Linked DNA regions of Mus musculus: region 1 is linked to region 2. Evidence: chromatin contacts called from public Hi-C data. All regions are on one chromosome and are shown on one strand. Each heading gives the region's core, a stretch centred on a gene start, on an enhancer-like site or on the middle of the called end of the contact. The rest is flanking DNA. Distances are from core to core; before and after follow the strand shown. Region 1 overlaps Spata5 (spermatogenesis associated 5). Region 2 overlaps Spata5 (spermatogenesis associated 5).

Region 1 (5,305 bases), core at 111-2,610, 82 kb before region 2:
CCATACCTTCTGTGCATGAGTCTTCAAATGTTAATGGGAGTGCTGGGTCAAGACGTGGGGCCTTCCCAAGGCTCACACTGAATCTGTACGTAGAACACTTTGAGAAATTATTTATATCCACTGTGGAGTATAAAGTGGTATTAAAAAAGATCTTTATTTAACATTCATTAAGTCTAATCCTCTTTAATCTCTTGCATTTTTATTTGGTTTCTATGTTTTTAACTCAACCCAATTATGTAGAATTCGCTTATGGAATGACAAGTAAGATAGCCACATGTGATTTGTAAAGAAGTGTTACCTCTCAAAAGCAGGAAAGTTTTGTTTCTTCAGAAATATGCTAAGGGAAAAAAGAATAATTGTTTAAGAAAAAGTATGTAGATGGAAAAACTTGGTATTTTAACTAAAAAAAAAAAAACTTTGTGGTTGGCTGCCCTTATAAAGTAAAAAACATACACACTAAAAAGTAACTTAATGCTTGAATTTCTCTTATCTCAAATACTTTACTTTTGGTATCATTTGTAACTACAAAGTAATTCTTTTAAAAACTGAATGTATTTGAGTGTGTGTGTGTGTGTGTGTGTGTGTGTGTGTGTGTGTGTTAGGGTAGGGAATGGACCTGTGTGTTGGGGGTTGGTCTAGTGCTATTATGTATTCAAATGCTAAATATCAGCCCCCAAGATTTGGTTGCAGTCCCAATAAGCTGGTTCTCACTTACACCAAATGATTCTGACTGGCTAAATAAAAGTGGCTTTACTGCCAGTTACAGAGGAGAATGGAGGTAGGCAGGGTTTTGGTTACTGGGGTCACAGGTAGGGATCATGAAGAGAATGAGAGAGAAAGCGAGGAGGAGGAGAAAGAAGACAGAGAGAGCAGGAGCATTTCCAATCATTAGATGGGATGGGTCAGGAGCACATGAGACATACTCCCTTAGGACAGACTGATGGAATACTAACAGCCTGGGGTGAGACTCAAACAGCAAGTAAGTAACTTGGGGAGGGCAGCTGGCAAGTAGCCAGAGTAGCATAAAAAATAGTTCAGGGATAATGCCCAGTAATTGTACTAAGGCTGATTAAATAAATCAATAGGACTCTGTCTCGATTATTGGGGGGGCTGGCAGATCATATTAAGAACTAACAGAGTTATTAAACCCCACACAACAACACTTGTGGCAGAGGACAACTTGCTGGAACTAGTTATCTCCCTCAATCATGTGGGTCCCAGGAATTAAACTTAGGTTCTGAGGCTTGGCAGCAGTTGCTTTACCTGATAAGCTATCTCACCAGTCCCAAAGTAGTTATTTTAAAAGAAAAAAAAATCATTAGCTCGGCATGGTGGTATACACTTTAATCCCAGCACAGAGGCAGGTGGCTATCTCTGAGTTTGAGGCTGGCCTGGTCTACGAGCTGTTCCAGGCCAGCTGGAGCTACACAGTAAGTTTGCCTCCAAAGAAAAAAAAATTTGCTTCAGACTATAATCCTTTAGTCTCAGGAAGTGTAATTAATTTAAAAGTTGGTTTGTTTTAAGCTTCAATGTACTAAAATAAGAGAGAAATGACGGGCTGGTGAGATGGCTCAGTGGGTAAGAGCACCCGACTGCTCTTCTGAAGGTCTGAAGTTCAAATCCCAGCAACCACATGGTGGCTCACAACCACCCATAATGAGATCTGATGCCCTCTTCTGGTGTATCTGAAGGCAACTACAGTGTACTTACATATAATAAATAAATAAACCTTTAAAAAAAAAAAAAAAGAGAGAAATGACTTAAGTGATAGTATCTGATTAAAATGTGAAGATACAAATGTAAACTGAATTCTATGAACACTGTATAGCCAGCATGTCTCTTAGGGGAGAAGAAGAGCTACTCTACTCACCTGAACTAAATTAAGAAAACTTTTAAGAGAAGTCACTGTGTTACATTCATGGAAAACGAAACAGAAGGGCCACCTCAAACTGTGTGGAATGCAGATGGGAGAGTAAGCCACCAATGCCTGTTTAGAATGTGCAGTGAAATAACTAACATGAGAAACATGGAGTGGTGGCAAGGGGGAACAATACTGATGATAGTTAGGCTCGTGATAGAACCACCACGATGTGAAAGGTGCTGAGGAGTCTGAAGGGCCCAGGGCTTTCATCAACTTCCCAATAAACCAGCAAGAAGTTATCTCCCAATAAAACCGAAATTGATAAATGAAAACCGACAAACTAAATTTTAATTGGTTTGAACAGACTGCCCTAAATCATACAAAAGTTAAATGGCAGCTCTGGGTTTAGATGCCCAACTACAGTGACTATTCTCTACTTAGTCCACCAGACAGCCCTGAGCTAGATGAGAAGGCAGGTGCTGGGTGCTGAGCAACATCAGACTTTAGGGCCTGAACTTAAGGACCATCATGATGTGCAGGTGGTATTCTGCAAAGTTGGTCTTTGTAAAGACAGAAGTAGCAAAGGACAGACTACCTTCAAAGGGGTCAAAAGCAGCCTGACAGGACCGAAGTAGTTTTCCAACTATGCTTGTTTGCAGCTCTCTAAGCTTCTCAGGCTCTGGCAGTCAGAAAAGATAAGCAGCCACACTGGTGTGTCTACACTGTAGTATTGACACTGGTGTGTCTGACCTGTGGTTGAAGAGTGACACGTAGCCAAAGAAAGCTATGAATGGGCTCAATGGTTTAAATTTTAAAATATTTCTACTTTTTGTGTGTGGTGTTTGCAAGCTTGTGTGAGAAGCATGTACATGATGCACATTGTATATGTCTTCCTCAATTGCTCTCCACCTTATTTTTTGAGATAGGATCTCTCAAGGAACCTGGAGCTCACCAATCAGCTAGCCTGGCTGCCCAATCAACTCCACTGGTCTCTGCCTCCTCAGTCCTGGGGTTACAGACGAAGCATCACTACTGAATCTACTTTTACCACAAGGGCCAAGGAACTGAGCTCAGCTTCTCCTATCTCCCCAGCCTCAGCTATTCCGTTTTTGTAAAGTGACCCAGCAGTTCTCAAGTGTGAACTTTGTAGATGACAATGTTGTTACACAATGCTAAAAGTCTGAAAACACCAGGGAGAGAAGAGGTCCAAGAAGCAACCTTGGAAACATTTAAGCTTATCTCCATACTGGAGAATGGAATCTGTATGAAAGAGGAAAGAAAGGATCATGAAGCAAAGGGCTATCTGGCAGACGGCACTGAGAAGAACAGGGAGACTAAAGCTTGGGCTTGTTACAAGGACAAAAGAGCTCCAGTGAGACAGATCAACAGTGCCCAGTGAGGCAGCGCAGGCAGCCATTGCCAGTGAAGAGGAAGACTGTGTAACCTCACAGTAGCATGGCCAGAGGAATAAACTGCCCCAAAGTGGCCATGAAGCACAAAATGTTATTTCTAGAGTTGATTTTTAAATTCCTGAATTCATAACATAGAAATTTCATTCTGGCATTCACATAGTGGCATTTGTTGTTGTGGAGATAGGTAGAGTAGTGGTTCTGAGGAACTGCTCTGTAACTGCAACTGTAACCCAAGTCAGAGGGAGCCTAAAGAGCACATCCCCCAGTGTGGGGAAGACAACCCAGAAGTGATGCAGAAACCTCAGCTCTTCTCTACTGTCAAGTACCCTTCTTTTGTATTAACTTTATTTGTTTCACCTTAAGTCGCCCCCAATCATGCTGACATCTTCTACTGATTATATTAAATCTAAAAGTGTTCTTAAACAAACGAAAACTACTCACTTCCATTCCTAAGAGTCCTGCTTCCAATTTTCAGGAGGAAATTAAATAATGTATAAATCAAATACTGGGCCCAAGCCCAGACAGCTGAACATCGTTTTGTCCTTTCAAGGCAAAGAGGAAGTGTCTGCTGAGGGAGGGACAAGCCAAAAGAAATAAAGCTTAACCTCAGTCCATGTGAAAGTGATCTCAGATAACTAGGACGTCTGCAAGTACGTTAAAAATGAGACCACATACTAACACACAACTTTCCATGGACGTGAAAGGCTGTATCTGGATCTAACTCCCACCTTGAAAACAAACACATGCTGGGGAAAAGACACTGCCTTAGAAATCCTACTTAGAAGACAGAGAGAGGGAAGGAAGCCACAGGGAGGGAGGTAGACAAGAACTTCCCTGAGCACTTACTACAGACTCACAAATACATTTCACTGTAATTGAAAGCACTGCTAAAAAAATAAAAAGGTGGCCCCACCAGCCTGGTGGCGGAGGAGGAGCACAGTTACCCTCCGGACCTCAGATCATGTTGCTGGGAGTGTCAAGGAGCCTGTGGGCTATGCCTGCAGCCTGAGCACTGCCCTGGCCTTCTGGCTCACAGCACACTGGATCTGCTTTGCTGTAATGCATAAATTCACAGAGAAACATGAATGGATAACAACAGAGGAAGGTATTGGAACGATGGGAATCAGCAAGTTTGCATAGGAAGCTTTGAGAGATGTTGTTTACTGCAGTCTGCCAGAAGTGGGGACAAAATTGAAAAAACAAGAGGAGTTTGGTACTTTGGAGAGAGTGAAGGCTGCCAGTGAGCTCTCCTCACCTCTGTCAGGAGAGGTAACTGAAGTCAATGAAGCACTTGCCGCAAAGCCAGGGCTCGTCAACAAATCCTGTTAAGATGGTTGGCTGATGAAGATGACACTGAGCGACCCTTCAGAGCTAGATGAATGATGATTGAAGAAGCATATGAGGAATACGTGAAGTCCTCTGAGGAGTGACCATGGCACCCCTCCATGATAAAACTGGGACATGACCTGCCCAGCATGCTTGTCTTAAACCAGCGGAGAATAGAGGTCTTGAAATAACTTTTAGCAGTACTAATGGAAAGAAACTGGAACTGTTCTTGACAGTGCTACTTAAGACCCACCCCCAACTTCCTAATGGATGCGGATAAACACAGGGTACAGATTTTTTTTTTTTTTTTGATAATCACCATATTAAGTATTTAGACTAGAGGTTAAACTCTGGTGTTTAGAATTCTTAAGATCATTTGAGGTGAAAAGTGGTTATAAGCTGGGTTTGGTGACAGACCACTGTTTAATCCCAGCACTCAACAGGCAGATGTTAGTTCGAGATCGGTCTACATAACAAGTTCCAGACCAGCCACAGCTACATGGTGAGACCCTACTTACTGGTTATAAGAATTTCATAATTCAGCCGGGCGTGGTGGCGCACGCCTTTAATCCCAGCACTCGGGAGGCAGGGGTAGGCGGATTTCTGAGTTCGAGGCCAGCCTGGTCTACAAAGTGAGCTCCAGGACAGCCAGGGCTATACAGAGAAACCCTGTCTCGAAAAAAAACCAAAACAACAACAACAACAA
Region 2 (4,936 bases), core at 468-2,967:
TCTTTCCAAACTATAAATGCATTGATTTGTTTGTCATTTATAAAAGCTTGAATGAAAGTTAGAAAAAGAAAATATAGCCCTATAAAACAGTAGTATACAATTTTTGGTGAGATTCAACTTTCTGAACTACCTGAAGGGAGAAAAACCATTTAGCTTTTAAATGTGCTCTCAAATTAAAGATCAAAAAGGAGAAACTTACCCATAGATCTGGCTAGAGCCAAACTTTAGACTCAGTATCTTATTTTCTTCTCTACTTTTGAAATGGTTCAATCTTTTTGGGCTTGCATCATCCTCTGCAATATTCAAGGCACTAGATTCTCCTGTACATGCTTCCATTATTCTCACAAAACTCACACTTGTTAACACTTCCTCATTTCCCACACAACAACCATGCCTTCTTTAAATTCTTGTTGTTACTCTAAGCACAGCACCAACTGAGTGAGGTACTAGTACCAATAGAGGATACAAGCTTCACTAAGGACTTATAATGATACTAATATTTCAAAAATGGGAACCAGTTCTAAAAAGAAGAAAACCTTTAGGTCCCAATTGTGTTTATTTTGAACTTGCCATATCCACACAGCTCTACAGTGCTATAATATAGATACTGGCAAACAACTTGAATAGACAGAAGCTAGAGATGGAATTTCAATTATAGATTGTGTAGTAAATATATGGATATAAAACAAATCATATATGACAAAGGAAAAGGCAGGAATGGGAGAGGAAAACAACCATTTTGTTGCTAAATCAGTATGGTGCTAGCAAGGTGGGGTGAAGTGGACAATGAATGGGGCTTCTTCAATTTTCAGTCTTCCTTGTTTCTAGCTAAATACTTTCCAGACTAGTCAACCAAAGCAGACTTGTATCAACACAGACTGATTAAAAAGTTCCTCATAAAGTTAAGGTGATCAGAAGAAGCAATCCACTGAAGACGCACTTCCCCAAATAAAAAAATTCAAATGAAACTGGACTCCCGATATGAAGAGAGACCATGTAAACACCAACCACACGAAATTCCAGATGCCAGGCAGTCTGAGCAGCTCGGCAATAACTATCACACCGTGAAAGAAAAAGGTGCTAACGGGTCTCAAAGGACTATTTATGATAATTTAATGCAATGATTGCTGTGAAATAGCTGATGTATTATGCACACTAACACATATTCAATAGTACAACTGAAAGTGAAAGCGAAACTTAAGATAATTAAAAGTACAATTTAAAATTTTAATAAATATAATGGTATTTATCCATTATATTTTCATTCCCTTTTCCCCTCATAGAGAGAGAATCCATAAAAGGATGCACTTTGATTTACATGAACTTTTCCCTTGCATTCTCAAACACTTGCCAAGGAGCTATTCTCGTTTTATAGACAGAAGTCCTCTTCTCACAAAAAGACCAAATTAAAATCAGAATCTGGCTTCAAATGACTGAAAACCCATTTCTAGTACAGGCAATCTATATAAGAAAAGGCAAACTAGGTTACGCTGTGCTGTAGAAAGCTATATTGTTCATAATTAGGTTGGCTGTTTACATGATAGGGGGTTTACACTAAGAAGGGGTCTAAATAAAAAGTGAACATTTCTTGTTCTTTAGGACCATGTCAATAAATGGTCACAAAAATGAAGACTGGCTATTCATAAAGTGTATGGTAACACTGCAATATAGGAAAGGTATGGTCCCTCAACCCGAATCATCCTCTAAATAAGTTATGACAAAACAGACTAGATCATAATCATATAGCAATCATTTAAAGGATCATTAACATTCTTTTCTGTTGTGGAGCTCCACGTGAAGAGAAAGGAAACCAGATTTCTAACAGCAAAATCTACAAGATCATGTAGTATTAACATTTCCAACAATAGAAGCTAACATCAGAGTCAATCTGAAAAGCAGAAAGTAAGGGCAGTTGACAAAAAGATTTCCTCAAATGTGTTACATCCTGAAGACAGAGTACAAAACCTAGATCTTACACATTTTTGATGCATGAGCTGAGCAACAAAACCTTTGTCCCTGAGTTTCCTATCTATAACAGTAATCTCCCACTGAAATAAAAACAAATCTTCAGAAGGAAGACAGGGATCTAAAGTTATTTACCACGTAGTTCTATACTATAGGCTGAAACTGAAACCACACAAATGTCAGTTCTTAATGAAACCAGAGCAGGGAGACTGAAGAACACAGAACACACCTAGCTATCTTCCTCTTTTCTTGACCTAGTTGATTTTAAGGTCTCTATGCTTTATTTCAAATGAGAAGATTCCTAATTCAAAGTAGATCCTGAAAACTCAACCATGAACATAATTGATAAAACACACACACGACAAAAAGAATAATTGAAAAATTAAAATGGGGAGATAAAGTTATTCCAGTCATCCAAAAGAAAATAAAACCGCAATTACTAGATTGTAAAAGATACAAGATGTCATTAAATGTCATGCATATAAAAGTCAACTGAAATAAAATAAGAGATGTAGTAAAGAAGAACATAAAACAACACACAACTATACAAAATATTGAGAAGTGATACACAAAAACAAGAAAGAAAACATGGGTGACTATGTTAATAACTAGAGAATTAGAATACAGAGTCCAGAGGGGATGTAGTATGTTATGGATGTGTAGGAACTAAGAAGCAAGTATGAATCAACACTAATGAGAATAAAAAAGGAAAGAGATAAATCCAGAATCATACTTTACAGTTTTCTCTCAGAAAGTAGTGGACCCAAAAAACAAACAAACAAACAAAAACCAAAAACCAAAAAACCAACACCACAGGACTTTGGTAGGGTACCACACCAAACAGAGACTCTTTCAAAGGACATAGGAAACATTCAATGAGAGATCACATCTTAGATCAAAAAAGGAAAACAAACTAGTTTTAAAAAGTCAAACTAATTTTAAATTTTTTAAAAAAATAATTACTCTCTGATCATAAAAACCTGATCTCCAAAGAGTATATGGAGAATTCCAAATATTTAAAAATTAGGCAACATATTTCTAAATACTTTATCAAACACTTGAGCTGACTAAAAATAGAACACATCTAAGGTTTTGTGAAACATAGGGCAATAGTTTCCGGAGAGAAATCTTTATCATTTGTAAAGCTTCAAGTTAATAATTAAAGTACCAGCCACAAAAATGAGAAAACAAAATATAAAAAAGGAAGTTATAAGAAAGAAATAAAATTAAATATAACAAAGCAATAGAGAAAAATCAGTAAAGCCACAGCAGTGACATGACAGAAGAAACTTAAGAGGATGGTCTAGTAAAACTGACAGAACAGAAAAAAGACACAAAGGAGAGACAAAAAAAAAAAAAGAAAGAAAGAAAGAAAGAAAGAAAGAAAGAAAGAAAGAAAAAGAAAGAAAGAAAGAAAAAGAAATCTCCACCCCCCCAAAAAAAAAACCCTGCATGTTTACACAAAATCCTGCCATAAACATTTACAATATTATCCTTCATTGCAAAACTGATAGTTTAAATGCCTGTGAATAAGTGTACATATAAACTGACCAGAGTTGTACTTTATAAAAACTGAACTTAGATGCACAGCAACAACCTAACTTCATGAAATGAAAGAAATCATTCTCAAGAGACTACATACTGTACATATGCAACTCTGTGACATTACAGAAGGAACTAATGGAATAGACGGGACTACTATTTAACACAAATAGGAAGAAAAAGGGTGGTGGCATAAAGTAACTCTTTTTGAATAATTAAATCAGTGTACATTATAATTATGGGACTGCATCACTAACTCTACAGTTGTCAACTCAAAAATTTAGTTCCCAGCTCTGTGACCTTGGTCAGATTTCTTAAATGTATATGTTGCTCTTTGTAGGATCAGGTATTATAATGGTATCTAACTCATAAAGTTAAGACAGGATAACTAAAAAGATATCTAACATATTATAAATGCATCACTTAAAAAACTGGAGTTGAATATGCCATACTTTAGCACTCAAAAGAGAAAATGCATTTCTATGTACTTGCGTTACAGCCTTTACTTATAGGTAAATAAGAGATCTTCCAGTCAAAGTCATGGGTAATGGTCACAAAGGGAAAGGATAAGAACTTAGCCCAGCAACAAGAAACTGATACATCACATCACCATGTATGTAAGCAGCCCTATATTCTCTTATCTTTCAAAGACCTAATAAATTTCTGTAAACCCAACATTCAACATTCAGGATTCTTTTGAATCCTGAAATCCTGGGAGAGGGGGTGTTTGTTTGTTTGTTTGTTTGTTAGAGACAATGTTTCTCTGTGTAGCCCTGGCTATTGTCCGGGAACTCACTCCTTAGACCAGAATGGCCTCAAACTCAGAAATCCACCTGCCTCTGCCTCCCAAGAGCTGGGATTAAAGGTGTGCGCCACCACTGCCGAACATTCACGATTCTTTTTCATAGGTTTAAAAGAATAGGCATAATAAATATGAAGAATAATATTCAACGTATTTAATGCAAATAAAAGTGTATAAGGTCTGATATACATCAATAAAATTATGTAATCATAGTAATTATATAATAATTTTCTAAAATTATTACCAAGCATTTAAAAATCTTGTATTTGGACATTATTACAGCTCACACTCTGTTCTATTGTACTTCTGTTTTTCTACTTCCAAGACAGGACCCTTCCTGCCTCAGCACTTTGATGCATTACCAAGCCTGGTACATTTTGCTGGGTTTTAGAGGAAGGGTTGAAGTAGAGAATCATTACTAAATAATGAGGTTTTTAACAATGAGAGTTCATAAAGAAGAAGAAGAAAAGAAACCATGAACACAGGAAACTGGACATAATTCTTCAAGTTTATGATGTTTGGATTTTTTTCTTTTCGGTAACTGCTTAAAAAGTCTAGCCATAACCATTTTTCAGTCATTAAACAGAAACTTCAATATAATTCTAAAGTGAATTATTAGCTATCATA

The links. Hi-C and Micro-C count contacts between places; a contact is called where the count stands out from the background.
Region 1: a contact with region 2 is called in a Hi-C map of the G1E-ER4 cell line, with 2.0 times the contacts expected there. The contact joins two enhancer-like sites. A contact is called at or near these places in 2 of 39 promoter capture datasets (the 3T3-L1 cell line and HPC-7-derived erythroid cells), 1 of 15 datasets of contacts at CTCF or cohesin (CD8 T cells), 11 of 484 Hi-C or Micro-C datasets (CD4 T cells, the G1E-ER4 cell line, the HPC-7 cell line and 8 more) and 3 of 115 datasets of contacts at active chromatin or transcription factors (the 230-238 cell line, bone marrow-derived dendritic cells and embryonic stem cells).

The regions. Positions count from the first base shown.
Region 1 is chr3:37,555,531-37,560,835 of GRCm38.p6, reverse strand. The region is part of intron 15 of Spata5 (spermatogenesis associated 5); the gene reads right to left. All of the region lies in intron 2 of Gm36412 (a long non-coding RNA gene), which reads left to right. Among named protein-coding and RNA genes, the nearest start is that of Gm36412, 44 kb to the left of the region's middle. Within about 2 kb of position 1,360, at least 16 of the 459 cell types and tissues checked have an H3K27ac peak or open chromatin away from gene starts, as enhancers often do. A contact at or near this core is called in the G1E-ER4 cell line and erythroblasts, where this site is marked.
Region 2 is chr3:37,473,837-37,478,772 of GRCm38.p6, reverse strand. All of the region lies in intron 14 of Spata5 (spermatogenesis associated 5), which reads right to left. Among named protein-coding and RNA genes, the nearest start is that of Spata5, 56 kb to the right of the region's middle. Within about 2 kb of position 1,717, at least 38 of the 459 cell types and tissues checked have an H3K27ac peak or open chromatin away from gene starts, as enhancers often do. A contact at or near this core is called in the G1E-ER4 cell line and erythroblasts, where this site is marked.